Regions from separate parts of the Oryza sativa genome. Here region 2 is linked to region 1. A link is a contact called in public ChIA-PET data. All regions are on one chromosome and are shown on one strand. Each heading gives the region's core, a stretch centred on a gene start, on an enhancer-like site or on the middle of the called end of the contact. The rest is flanking DNA. Distances are from core to core; before and after follow the strand shown. Region 1 holds the start of LOC4326868 (bidirectional sugar transporter SWEET2a-like). Region 2 holds the start of LOC4326871 (ocs element-binding factor 1).

Region 1 (6,757 bases), core at 2,895-5,394:
TTGAATGGGCAAATTACTTTTTCTAATTATTTGTTAGGGAAGTAACTAAACTACGTTTCTTTGAGAAACCCCTCAACATGCCTGGCTCTGCTTGGCTGCAATGAAACTCTTTCAACGTTATTGGGCATTATGCTTCTAATATGTATATTTGTGTTGTTCCTAATTTAATGTAAACACCACCATTCAAAAAAGAGAGGTCATTGCAAAGTTTCGACTTCATACATAATACTCTAGAGATGAACCTCAAAACAGGGTATCTAGTTTTGGTGCTTCTGCGAACACCCAAGAGATGCACTGAAACATGGCATCAAAGATAAGAAACCTCATTATAGATTCACACCACTTCATTTGGTTACCTGTAGGTGATGGCAAGTGATGGATTGTGGGACGTGATGAGCAACGAGGATGTCCTGTCCATCATCAAGGACACAGTAAAAGAGCCTGGAATGTGCTCCAAGCGGCTGGCCACGGAGGCGGCAGCGCGTGGCAGCAAGGACAACATCACTGTCATCGTTGTGTTCCTTCGCCCCGTCTCCACTGCTGAGCGAATATACTAACCACAAAGCCTTGTTGGTAACTTCATCATTTGTCAGAATTTTTAGATACTATTATCACCACTGTAAAGGAAAGAAGCCACCGATTCGTTCTTGTACACAAATTGGATTTGCTGATTACCCTGTCTAGGGCAGAAAGATGATTAATCTTTCTGATAGGAGATATAGCATTCTTTCATTGGTCAATGTTTATGCAACTCTGATTCATCTCATTTGTGCACCTTCCAGGCCAAAAGAACAAAACATATTTATTCAATACTTATCTCAATAAAATTTTGTGGAATTGTCGATGGTCCAACTTTAAATGTTTCCACCATATTTATTCAATACTTATCTCAATAAAATTTTGTGAAATTGTCGATGGTCCAAGTTTAAATGTTTCCAGTTCCTCGTATCAACACCTGCTAGAAATCGTTGAATGATTCATACAGGTACCGAAATTTTGTTCGTCAAATACGGATAATCCGGAGGCAACCTGTCGTTGCCAAGCCGTGAGGCACGTGAAAAATAATTATTGGTCCCAAGTGCACTTATCTTAATAAATACAGTAACTGTCACGAGATATCTCATGCATTCATGCAAGGTCAAATAACCCGACTTAAAATATTTTTTTTCTATCATTGTCTTCACATTAATGTTGTGTACAAACCACAATCGTGGATTAAGTCTACGCAACAATGATGCTGTACACTTAAGGAACCTGGTACCTATATTCAAATATAAAAACTTGATCACATTACAGCGAAGCTGACCTGTTACCTGTACAACAAACGATCACTCCATCTCAAAAAAATAGAAAAAGATCACTTGCCTAGTTGTGCCGCTGTGTACGAATAGGAGAAATCATGAATCAGCTATCTTTCTTACAGAAACTTGAACTAAATCGGATAACCACGGCACTTGTTATATCTTCAGAAATTTCTGATAACCTCAATCTGGTGCCAAACAGAGATATCAACATCAGGTCAACTTTCTCCTCTGAATTCAAGCTTCCTGGTTGTAATTTCGTCCAATTAAGGCAATGTAACTGACATTTGGATGAAGAAAGCAACTGAATTGATCAAGGACCAGTTGCAATTTAATATTATCAACTGCTCTGTACTAGAAATCAGTAGATGGGTGACGTTTCTGTATTATTGTGTTCAACAAAACAAAACGTGCAAGCTGTACTGAGACACCAATAGCTTGCAAGAAAGCGATCCCAATGAAAGCTACTCCCTTGGAAAGCCAAGTTGAGACCACTTGAATTTTCTCACCAACCTTTGGCTAAATCAGGAGCCAGAAATTTAGAACAAATAGTAAGTGTTAATGCTAGCTTTCGGATTTAGCTAGATAAATTTCACCTCTTACAGCTCCAATTGTAGATTGTGACGATTTTTGTTTCTGATATACAAAGGTATCCAAGAACCAAGAAATGATGTGGCAGCTAGCAACAGAGCTGGAAAACTACTTTCAATATGGTATACCAAAATCTATTTGTACATTTCAAACCACAAAACAATTTTACAAAAGAACAGTAAACACCACCACCAACACAAAATCCAATATGTGATAACTGATAAGAGAACCGATGATTTTCCAAGAAACAAAGGCAGGCAAATTGCTTGCAGGACCTTGTTCCTTGGTGTGCTCATGTATGTGTGACTAGCAATGGGAGGCTGTCCTCTCTTGATCCTTTTCTGAAGTAGCCATAGAGCACCAATTGAATGACACCCAAAACGGTTCCAATCCCATTTGGAATCTGAAATTGACAATTCAACAAGATGAATGCACCGAACAGATATAATGCTAGACAGCCAACTAAGCAAAAGCAACAGCTAACTGGAATCTTACATATATGAAGAAATCATGCAGTAGAACTCCATATGCGAAGAACGATACGCTCATCAAGAACATAGAGAGTGACAAATAGAAGGGCATGTACTCCACGCTCTTCGTCCTGATCACCAGATTCTGTTGAAGACAAAAAATGCATAAAAGAAAAGGATCAATACACTGTTGCTAAGAATATTTCAAGAACATGAAAAGATTAGTCAAGGCTAACTGTATCAAAATGCACAATGTTTACTTGAAACTACAATTTATTGTGGATTATAAAAACTAAGAAGTGCAATTCATTAGAACTCACAATGATGGACAAGGGGGACGCAAACATGAATATGAGGGACGCAACGCTGAGGTAACCGACGAACAATTGCCGTGTTTGGTGATCAAACAACGCCAGACTAACATACACAATTAGAGCGAACACGCCGAACACCATAACCAGCAGGCTGGACACCTTCACCTGCAGCAACACACCATTTCGTTAGAGAACTTTTATGGTACAATATACTACTAGTATAATACTGTCAGTATAAATGATATAATTGTGTAGATTGATTTGATCTTATACTCAATTCAATTTCAATTGCAGTATAAAATTTGAAAGGGTAAATTTGTCTCCTTTTTTTTTCGTTATTCTATCGTCAAACAGTGTTGCCGCTAAGTGTGTCATCATCAAATGGCGCTCAGGACAGTCCTCCACTAATAAACGAGGAGATCTAGGACCGGGTACTTACAATTAGATTAAATCCGAACCACAAATTACTAAAACATCTTTTTCAATTTTCTATCAAATTCCTAACATATGCACTTCTTTACACTGCCAGTATATACTGATAATATAATTGTAATGGAAAAAAAAGAAGAAGTCAATGGTCAGAAGAGCATATGCTGGGAATCTGATGAAGGTGGCAGGTAAGGTAAGGTAAGTTAAGTTACCCTGTTCTTGGCGTCGGCGAATGCGATGAAGGTGGCGGTGTAGGCGAGCTGGAAGAGGGCGCCGATGGAGTTGACGGTGGCGACGAGGACGACGCCGTAGGAGACGAAGGGGAGGCCGTACCAGAGACAGATGAGGCAGTTGAGTAGCGAGTAAATGTACGGCATCGCCGAGAACTGCTCCGTCGATCCGTTCCGGACGATCCTCTTGAACGTCGGCCTGAAATCAAATCCAACAACAGCCATTCTCAGTTGTCGGCATTATTGCAGCGATCCGACCAATCCGGACCAAGAAATCAGAAGATCACAAGTGGGGGGAAATCAGAGAGGGGCCGGGGGCTTACAGCGGGGAGATGAAGAGCACAAGAGCGAAGATGTTCCCTGCAGTAATGGGTGACAGACAGCAAACATGAATCAAATAGGCACAATCAACTGCCAAGAACATCTGAAACCTCTCCCCAATCCAACCAAGATTACCAAGAAGCAAGAAAGGAAAGAGCATCGAAGCACCCCAAAAATGGGAAGAGAGAGATAGAGAGAATGGGAAGAAGACGAAGAAGAAGCAATGGTAGTACCTGCAATCCCAGCGCCATAGCAGCAGACGTCGTGGAAGGGGGAGCCGGTGCTGGTGGCCGCCACCGATAAACCGAGAGCGTTCATCATCAAAGGAAGCTAGAAACAAGAAAGCCGGCGGCGGCGGCGGCTCGGCGGTGGGAGGCTTTGGCCTTTGGGGGAGGGAGGAATCCGTAATCCGGGGTTTCTTTCTCTCTCTAGCTGTTTCTTTGGTTGCTGGTTTGGGCGGCTGGCTTGGCTGCCGTCGTACGTGTCCCGTCCGCAAGATATAACCATGCGGGGGTTCGGGGGATATGTCGCCGTGAACAGTGGCGGAGCCAGGATTTGAAAGTTGGGTATTCCCGTCTAACAAAAAAATTCATAGTAAAAAAAATCAATGGTTCACAGTATGTCAATACCGATAATCTAAGAAATAAAATTACAAATTATTACATGGTATCTCTAATTTTCTATTTCGGTTCCTTCGTGGCTTGGAAGAGTAGCTTTAATTCTGCGTTCCTTCATGGCTTGAAAGCGGTTTATAATATCACACTCCTTGACTTTCAAAAACATCTCACGCTCAATAAATGTGACCAAGCAATCATTCAAGTATTGATCCCCCATCCTGTTTCTCAATTTATTCTTCACATAATTCATGGCAGAAAATATTCTTTCAACACTAGCTGTTGCTACTGGAAGTACCAGAACCAATTTGAGAAGCTTGGAAATAATCTCATGTCTATTGTGCAATTTTGTTTCAACAATCATAATGGAAAGATTAGCAAGATTTTTTACTTTTCTAAACCTTTCATCTATACGCATCTCAGTGAGGAAGAGCTTCAATGCTGATGGAAGATGGTTCATCTCTGTGCTTGAGAAATCATTAGGATAAAACCGTGCAAGCTTAATCAACTTATCTTTGTCCCAACTAGCAAAGTTATCTATAGGACTAAATGCAGCCATACAAAGGAGCAAATCTGTGTTTACCTCATCAAACCGTTCATTAAGCTCTTGTAGTTGTCTATCAATGACACTTAGAAACATGTCAACATGGAAGCGATGCATATTCTTGATTTTAATAAAGAACCTCCTATCTCTTCCAACCGGCCGATAGAAAGAGTCCATATCAGGGATCTTGATCTTATGCTTCACACAAAAAGATTGCACTTCTTGAAGAAAATCATCCCATCCAGGATCCTCGCGTAATTGCTGCAATTGAAACTTTGTCAATAAAATCAGTCCTACTGCATTAACAATGTCTTGATCCCTCTTCTGCAAAGCATGATTCAAGTCAGATGTGAACCCAAGTACTGTTTGCATCAAGTGTGCCATAAAAACAAACTCAAATGATTGGAATATTGTCAACACTGTTTGTGCATTTGCACATTCTGCACCAAAAGAGCGATCCTTGCCAACCATTATAAGAACTTTTTGAATTGAAGGATACAAAGATAGGACATGCATAACAGTTTTATAGTGAGATCCCCAACGAGTATCTGCTGGCCTGCCCAAACCCATTTCTTGATTCAAACCCTTTCCAGTTTCAATGTCACCCAAATCTAGTTCTTCTACAATTCTTTGAGCTTGTGCAACTCTAAGCATTTCTGTCTTCTTACAAGAATTCCCAAGAAGATTTAACAAAAATCTAAGTTGCTCAAAGAACCACACACAATCTGGGTTTTCTTTAGCAACAGCCACAAGTGTTAATTGGAGTTGATGTGCAAAGCAATGGACATAATAGGCAGAAGGGCACTCATCCATAATCAATTTCTTTAGTCCATTAGCATGACCCTTCATGTTACTAGCACCGTCATAGCCTTGCCCACGGACCTTAGACAAGCTCAAGGAATGCTCCATAAGCAATGATTCAATTGCAGCTTTAAGTGTCAAGGAAGTAGTATTTTCAACATGAACAACACCAAGGAACCTCTCAACTACCCTTCCTTTTTTATCAACATATCTCAAACAAAGAGCCAACTGTTCTTTTTGGTACACATCACTAGATTCATCGGCAAGTATTGCAAAATATTCATCACCAAGGTCTTCCATGATAAGCTTAGTAGTTTCTTTGGCACAACAATTAGCTATCTGTTTTTGTATTTCGGGAGCAGTCAACTTACAATTCTTTGGAGCATTATTCAAAACCACCTTACCAACTTCTTCAAAGTTTTCTGCTAGCATACTCAACATCTCAAGGAAATTTCCTTTATTAAGTGACTTTTCACTTTCATAATGTCCACGGGCAGCCAAACCTTGCCTTAAAAGAAACTTCAAGCACTTCATTGAATAGGTTAAACGAGCCATATATCTAGCCTTGTCTTGTTCATTGGTGGCAGCAAAGCTCTCAACAATATTTGTTTTAGGTGCAAGGAAGTGATTGTATTTATCTTGTGCCACATTGTGAAAGCTAGTCATACCACCAACATGTTTTGCAATCCTTTTTCTCATGTGCCAATTCCTAAATCCCCTATTTACAAATGCATCTCCACCAGAATTATTAATTTTATGCTTGAATAAGTAACAAATAAAACAGAATGCAGCATCTTGTTCCACACTATATTCAAGCCATTTAAATTCGTCATACCAACTAGGAAGGAAGCGCCGAGGCTTACCTCCAATTTTCCTTATAGGAAAATTGTGGCTGCGTGGTTGGCATGGCCCTAATGCAATATATCCCCTTATCACAGAATTCCGTTCATTGACATCATAATTTTTGATTGCAATTCGCCTTCCAGGATCATGACAAAGTAAATCAATGTCATAAATAGCTTCATCACTTGAGTCATACTCTGTCTCTTCATCATCACCATCTCTGATGGGAGACCAATCTCTGATAGGAGACCAAGTGGAAGGTTGCTCCTGCTGTGTCACTGCTGTTGCTATGTCTGGAT
Region 2 (6,757 bases), core at 2,827-5,326, 74 kb before region 1:
CCGGCAACCACTGCCCGATCTGACCGGTCACATAAAATAACAACACCTGTAATTTACCTGTAAATCCAATCATCTCCAAAACCACTTCATGAATAACTTCCAAATATCAAAACCAATAATCTCTGATGCCATTTGTCCATCATAGAAAAATAATAAAAAACACCTTTGATTTTACATAAAATATGATTATATATCTCAAAATCAATATTAAAATTAAGTTTTAAAATTTAGATTTTAGCTACGACTGTTAAGCCAAACGGCAAACGATGGAAGCCCTAGTAACACTTTTTGGGATAAATTTCCTTTTTCTCACTAATATAATTCAAACCAACCTTTGCATCAGGGTTAACAATTTGGGAACTTAATTTTTGAAATGTCATGTTTAACTATGGGTCCTGCTAGGATGTTGTACTGCGTAGGAAAAACTATATGGGTCCTGAATTTTACAAAAAAAAAAAGTTTGAATTTAAAAAAATTCGTCTAAATTTTGAAAAAAAATCATCATTTCAAATTTCGAAATTTTGGTCCCTTCCTTCAGGTATATTTATATATATATGTATTCTGAAATAGTAGTAGTAAACTGTTCTCTACACAGATATGTATTGTATCCATTGGGATAAACTTCTTTGTACTGACTACAAGTAAATTGACAGTAAATTAGTTAATACCATCTTGCGAATAATTATGTGTGCTTTTATTCTCTACCCAGGTCAAAATTTCACAACTATGAAACTGACTGCCCCACAAATAGCTGAACACCGCATGTGCAGACCCTTTAGCGATCGATGTAAAACATCCAGATCAAACTGTTTGCTACAAAAAAAGAATGGTATTAATAATGATAGTGGTGGCTGTTGTTTTCAAGTGCTGTGTGATAAGTCCATTTAGCCTACAATTTGGCAAAATAATTAATACGGTGTGCAGCATATGCTGGGAATCTTCAGGGCAATTCCAAAGTGAATCTAACACATATTGATGTTTCAAATTCCTCTTGTTTGTGACCATACTGATTGGAGCGCAGCCATCTGATAACAGCTAGGCGATATAATATAACTTGGCCACCAGATCTTGCACAAATAAGAAATATAGTTAAATTAAGGTAGAATTTCTCAATCATTTCGTTATATGGGTCAAGGTGCCATCAGAATACTAGTAACATAATAGCATTTACTACAATATACGGTTGAATTTAAAAATTTTATTGATTGTACCTCGATCTCGATGTTCAAATTGCATGTCTCTACTATTTGCACTTAGATCAGACAATGAAATACTGTATGCTTGTCGCATAGTCGTACACTTGTCGCCCAGAACAAGCTGGAGAAAATTAAAAGACCGGACAAAAGTTCTCTGTATTCAACATGTAAATTTATTCAGAGAAAAACAAGCTGGGCCTGATGCAGAACAACTTATATATATATATATGAACCCATGTGACCAGCATATATCATATAGATAGATTTACAAATAATCAAGAAAATAGGTTAGCAACAGCCATACCACTGACCCTTTTATTTTCTGAATGATCTGAAAAGCTAAGCATGGCAGGACGGCAAGGAGCTCAGAAGGCTTTTGTTTTGTGGCTTTAATTTTAATTTATTCAGCTAAAGCTGCATCGATCCCGTCGATCGGCCCTAATTCCTCCCCCCTTTGCAAATGATTCGCAGCTTTCCAAGGATCTCATCGTTGTCCCACCAACCATAGAAAAGAATCTTATTTTTACACCATTTTCTAGTTCCTGCTCCTCACTAGTGCAAACCACTCATTATTTTTTTACAACCATTTTTCTCTGATTGGCCATTTTCGTTTTGATTAGATTCTTGATTCTTTTTTTTTGCTAATAATTCGTCAATCAAATATTGGGCATGACATGTGGGCCATCTTTGTGTTTATGATGTCCACATATGTCGTAGGATGGAGATTGTAAAGAGTTGTGTTGGACTAGTTTTTATGTGATCTTTTTCTACTTGATTAATGATTACACTGGAGTATATGGGAAATAAAATAAATATTGACAAACACGACCAACCACTAAATCAATCACATAATTTTGACAGAGAAATCTACCCAATCAATGGTTGAAAGATATATATATATAACTAGAGTACAGGAGCCCCATGTATCAACCATCAAGTTTTATACGATATGACCAATAAGATCACACATACTCGAAGTATTAAGGAAAGGGAGAGTTAGAAAATCTTACACCTCATATTCGTGATAAGAGTAAAAACGATTGTCGTAAAATTTCCACCAAGAATTTATTCGCAAAAGAATATTCTAAGATGAGGAATGGACAGTGGGTGGACTTGCTATGCGGTAGCGAAACTCTACAAGCCACTTGTCAGCTACACGGACTATATATAACAGCGCAATGAGAGCCACAATGACTGACACAGCTTCGTGTACACGTAGCGATTCCATATGAATAAAAACAAGTTGTGGCCGTCCATCTTTTTCTAGAGAATTAGTTCTCGCTTTTCCATCAGCTAGGAAAGGGAATGGGAACAGAATAGACAAATGACACATAGTAATAAAGGGAGTTGCTTGTTCCACAAGGGCATCAAAAATTAACCACATAAAATTGTCCTTGATGTCCATTTCACATTTATAATAAAGTCTCATACACACATGAAATGTCCTTCTTGCCCTTTGATTAGGTCACCTAATAACAACACAAAAGAAGAGGCACAAACACTTTGGACACATGTAGAGAGACTAGAGAGAGAGAGCTTACTAGAGCTAACTTAATGAAGACTTGACACGCTAGCTATAGCTATAGTAGACTAGTAGTAGTAGTTGCAATGCATGCCCATGGTGGTGGCGTCGAGGAGCGGCGGCGGCAGCTGGGGCATCATGAAGCCGGCGGCGGCGCCGACGGCGCCGGTGGGGAAGGCGGTGGCGGCGCCCGCCATCATCATCGGGGGCGCGGCGGCGAAGGAGGAGGCCGCGGCGGCGTCGTGCAGGCACTGCGCCAGGTCGGTGAGGGAGTCGAGGCGCGCGGCGAGCTCGACGGAGCGCGCGCGGAGCAGCTCGTTCTCGGCGCGCACGGCGGCGCACCGGCGCGCCGCCTCGCGCGCGGCGAGGCCCAGGGCGCCGTTCCGGGCGCGCAGCGCCGCCACCTGCCCGGCCAGCTCGTCCAGCTGCTGCTGCTTCCGCGCCCGCGACCGCTGCGCGGACAGCCTGTTCGACTCCTTCCGCTTCCGCTTCCGCTCCTCCATCACCGCCGGCGCCACCGGCCGCCGCGCCGCCTCGCCGCCGCCGGCCACGACCTGGTCCGACCCGGCCGACGACGTCGGCGTTACAGTAGTACACACAACGCCGGGAGACGCCATCGATCTTTTTCTTTGTGTAGTAGTTGATTAATTAAGCAGACTTAATTACTTGATTAATTACTTCACTAACAATTTCTTAACAAGAGTAATTAACCAGTTGGAAATTCTTGTAGAGTGATTTGGGTTGATTATGAGAAGACGTAGAACCAGTAGAGGAAGACGACGGAGAAGGACTGAACAAGAACAGTGGATGTTATCATAAACACCAAGGTTGGAACAGCACGAGCATACACGTACACGTACGTGCAGAAAATTTCGGCAGAATCTCCCCCAGAAAAACCAAGGAAATCCAATCGAATATCGGGCAGAGTTTCTGTTCACCAAGACGACAATCCTTGGTGAAAATTTCAGCAGGGCGTCGCCCTGAAAAAGCGCTGTTCACCGGCCGAAAATTTCAGCAGAGTGTCGCCCTGAACAGCAGGATTTTGCCACCGGAAATTTGGGCGGAGTTTCACCCTGAAAAACGAGGTTTTGCACCGAAATTTCGGGCAGAGTTTTGCTTTGGAGAAAGACTAGCGTATATCAGAGCATGCAAGATGACTGCAAAGCTCGATCACGGACAGAATCTCCAGGGCACAGGGAACCAAAGGGAAGTTTGATCAAGAAAGATTCTAGGTAGGTTGGCCACACACAGTTAGGTCAACAGCAGCTAGCTGAGCTAGCAGCCAGGGCGGCGCTAGGCTGCAAGAGAGATTGAGCAAAGCAAAGCTTGGCGAGGGGGTGAAGGGAGAGGGAAAAGGGAATTGGGGTCTGGCCGAGGGGCGCAATTTATAGCCGAGAAGCCCCTGCCTTTGCTTAGGAGTTAAGTGGGGTGGCCTCCGATTCACAGCAAAAAAAAAATTAAAAATTAAAATAAAAATAAAAGATGAGGTGAGGCAAAGCTGGGTTGTGCGGTGGTGGTGGTGGTGGTGGAGGGAGAAAGGGACACCTAAGTTAAAGCGAAGTAGGAGGAGGAGGAGGAGAAAGCAAAGAAAGGGTCGTTGGAATCTCCGGCGAGGTGTCTGGGTGGGGATTCCTCCCGGGTTGGGGAGGGGCTTGCAGTGCACCGGTTTTTCTCTCTCTCTTGCTGCTTGTTTTCGTTTGCGTTTGCGTTGTCAGGGGGTGACAGCGAGAGGTGAATTGTTCGATTGATTGATTGATTGATTTTGGTTGGTCATTAGATTGGTGGTCTATGTGTCATTTCTCATGCATGGACAGTACATGTGGACTGGTTACTGGGGAAGGCCTGAGTGGCCTGGTTTGGACTACTTGCCCAAATTGGGTTTTGTTTTTATTTTTATATCCCTTTGGTTATAAGTACTGGACATTTAGGCTAAGACATGGCCATAAATTTTTTTAAAAAAAACATCAATAAATTCTCAAACACTTGTTTTAGAAAAACAAAAAAAAAGGCAAAAATTATATGATAAATTTACCTGGGAATATAATATCACAATATAATTATTCGACTCTACAAACGTATTCTAATACGAAACCGATGGACAAAGTATTATGATAGGAATACATCGGATAATTTGATTCTGATTTGCATCGACTTAACTTGTTTCAATTTTTAATTAGGTTGAAGGTTAAATAACAATGTAATTTTAAGGGCCTCTAACTAAAAGCATGTTGCCCTAAAAAAAAACTAAAAGCATGTGGAAATAACGCATTTCCACTTGCGGGTTATTCGTTAGCTGGACATGAATTGACCGTTTATTATTATTATTCTTTTTGAAATCACAATATTGTAGCACTTGTTAAACAGCCTAAAGTGAGAAAGGTTTTATAAAAAAAAAGTTGGGGACAAAAAGGGAATAAGGGATAAATTAGTAAAATCAATGATTTTTTTTAAAAAAAAGGAAACTTTTTTCTTGAAATTTGAAATATATTTTTTCAATGAATTTATATCTTGAAATTGCCGGTTTACCACTACATGCATTTTCTAAAAAAAACTTATCGCATGTCAAATTTATCTCAAAATTTCAGTGACTATGTATTTCGGCCACTCTAATATTTTTTGAACTAAAATATGTTATGTAGGGTGTACGCTTATTACTATAGGATATGAACATGGGCAAAATAGCCATTTTGAGAAAAATTAATGGCCACACTAACGGGATGGATGTATATGGGGGGTTTTGATATGGCAACGAAATAAGGTGTATACAACAGATTGAGGAAAACTCAAGGCATACATGAAAGAGATCGATTAGGTGAAAAAAATTAGGAGCATATATGGAAATTTCTCCGACATATATAGTCCTCATTAATTTCTTTTCTTTTTGGCAAGGGCGACAATAACGTTAAGGTCTCCAACTTGTTGATAGTGTAGCGTGGCTCTGCCATCTCCCGCTGAATGGAGTACCCGTCGTACGAGTTTTCTTTTTCTTTCTTAGTTTTTGTTTTTGTTTTCTTCCTTCCTTTGGCATAAGCCGCTCTGACTGATTATGTTGTGTAAAAAATCTATTTTCTTCTAATATATTTACGTGCAATCTTTTTGTGCGTTCACGAAAAAATTAAGGTCTCCAACCAGTTAACACCATGCTCACCTAACCAGGAACTAACCTCAAAATGTTTTGCCGGGCATCATTATAGTTGGTGGCTTGCTTGGCAATGCACAAAGTATTCAACAATATTGAAAGTTGAAGATTCTAACTTCTTTTTTCTTTAGTTAAAAATATAGTTAAATAATAATTGAAATTGTGACAAGTTTGTTAGATAAACCGACGGCCAGTGGCTGGTCCACTAACCTAGGAAACTGCTCGGGCTCGCAGGTGCATGGAAGTGGGCATTTACCTCCCGCCACCGGTTTTTAAGATACCAATGACTATATAGTTGGTTTTGTAGAGGCTCCATAAAAATTTTGGTTTCACTGCTTAAATCATTTTTTACACGAACATGTAATGGTGCCTACCTTGCAAGATTCCCGTATTCGATGGTCTACATACATATCTCCAGAATAAGAATCTCACTGTAGCAACAGAATAAAAGGAAAAAAAGAAAACAAAGAAGTCACCGATACGATATGCCGTTGTAGCGTCAGATTTTGTTCTTATTCTTCCCTGGAAATTTCATATCAAGTTTCGTGTGCCTCCGAAAATGAAAGCAGAATTTCCATAATACATACAAGTGACGGATCAATAATTTAACCATCGTTTTGCAAACAATCTTTGGGCGGCGGAAGAAAACCCTGTTCTGACAGCGATATCCTTCCTCAATAATGACTGCAATATTGTGGCACATCCAGACCATAGAATTGCAGTGGAGGTGATCGGCTATATACAGTGGATTTGTAATGGTACACGGACTCTGAATGATTATTGATTTTGCTCGATCCCAATAGTAACATCTGATAATTACTAAATTGCACGGACTGGATGATACAGTGTTTGTACAACCTGTCCAGGTGGATTATTCCAGTACTCCTGCAAGGAGGAAAA

What was found. ChIA-PET counts read pairs in DNA pulled down with a chosen protein or histone mark.
Region 2: an H3K9ac ChIA-PET map of seedling shows a contact between it and region 1, with 3 times the contacts expected there. The contact joins the promoter of LOC4326871 here to the promoter of LOC4326868 in region 1. A contact is called at or near these places in 5 of 15 Hi-C or Micro-C datasets (leaf, panicle and seedling) and 3 of 4 datasets of contacts at active chromatin or transcription factors (leaf and seedling).

Annotation. Positions count from the first base shown.
Region 1 is chr1:20,526,444-20,533,200 of ASM3414082v1, reverse strand. LOC4326868 (bidirectional sugar transporter SWEET2a-like) reads right to left here and starts at 4,144. Exons shown (of 6, transcript NM_001406288.1): 1 at 3,890-4,144; 2 at 3,659-3,695; 3 at 3,318-3,534; 4 at 2,683-2,841; 5 at 2,388-2,507; 6 at 1,855-2,295. The coding sequence starts at 3,977. The coding sequence ends at 2,185. LOC107279238 (a long non-coding RNA gene) reads right to left here. Exons shown (of 2, transcript XR_010741847.1): 2 at 4,239-6,757. It overlaps LOC4326869 (protein kinase and PP2C-like domain-containing protein), which reads left to right. Exons shown (of 12, transcript NM_001408975.1): 12 at 363-859. The coding sequence ends at 557.
Region 2 is chr1:20,600,458-20,607,214 of ASM3414082v1, reverse strand. LOC4326871 (ocs element-binding factor 1) reads right to left here and starts at 4,076. Exons shown (of 1, transcript XM_015785851.2): 1 at 2,571-4,076. The coding sequence starts at 3,335. The coding sequence ends at 2,787.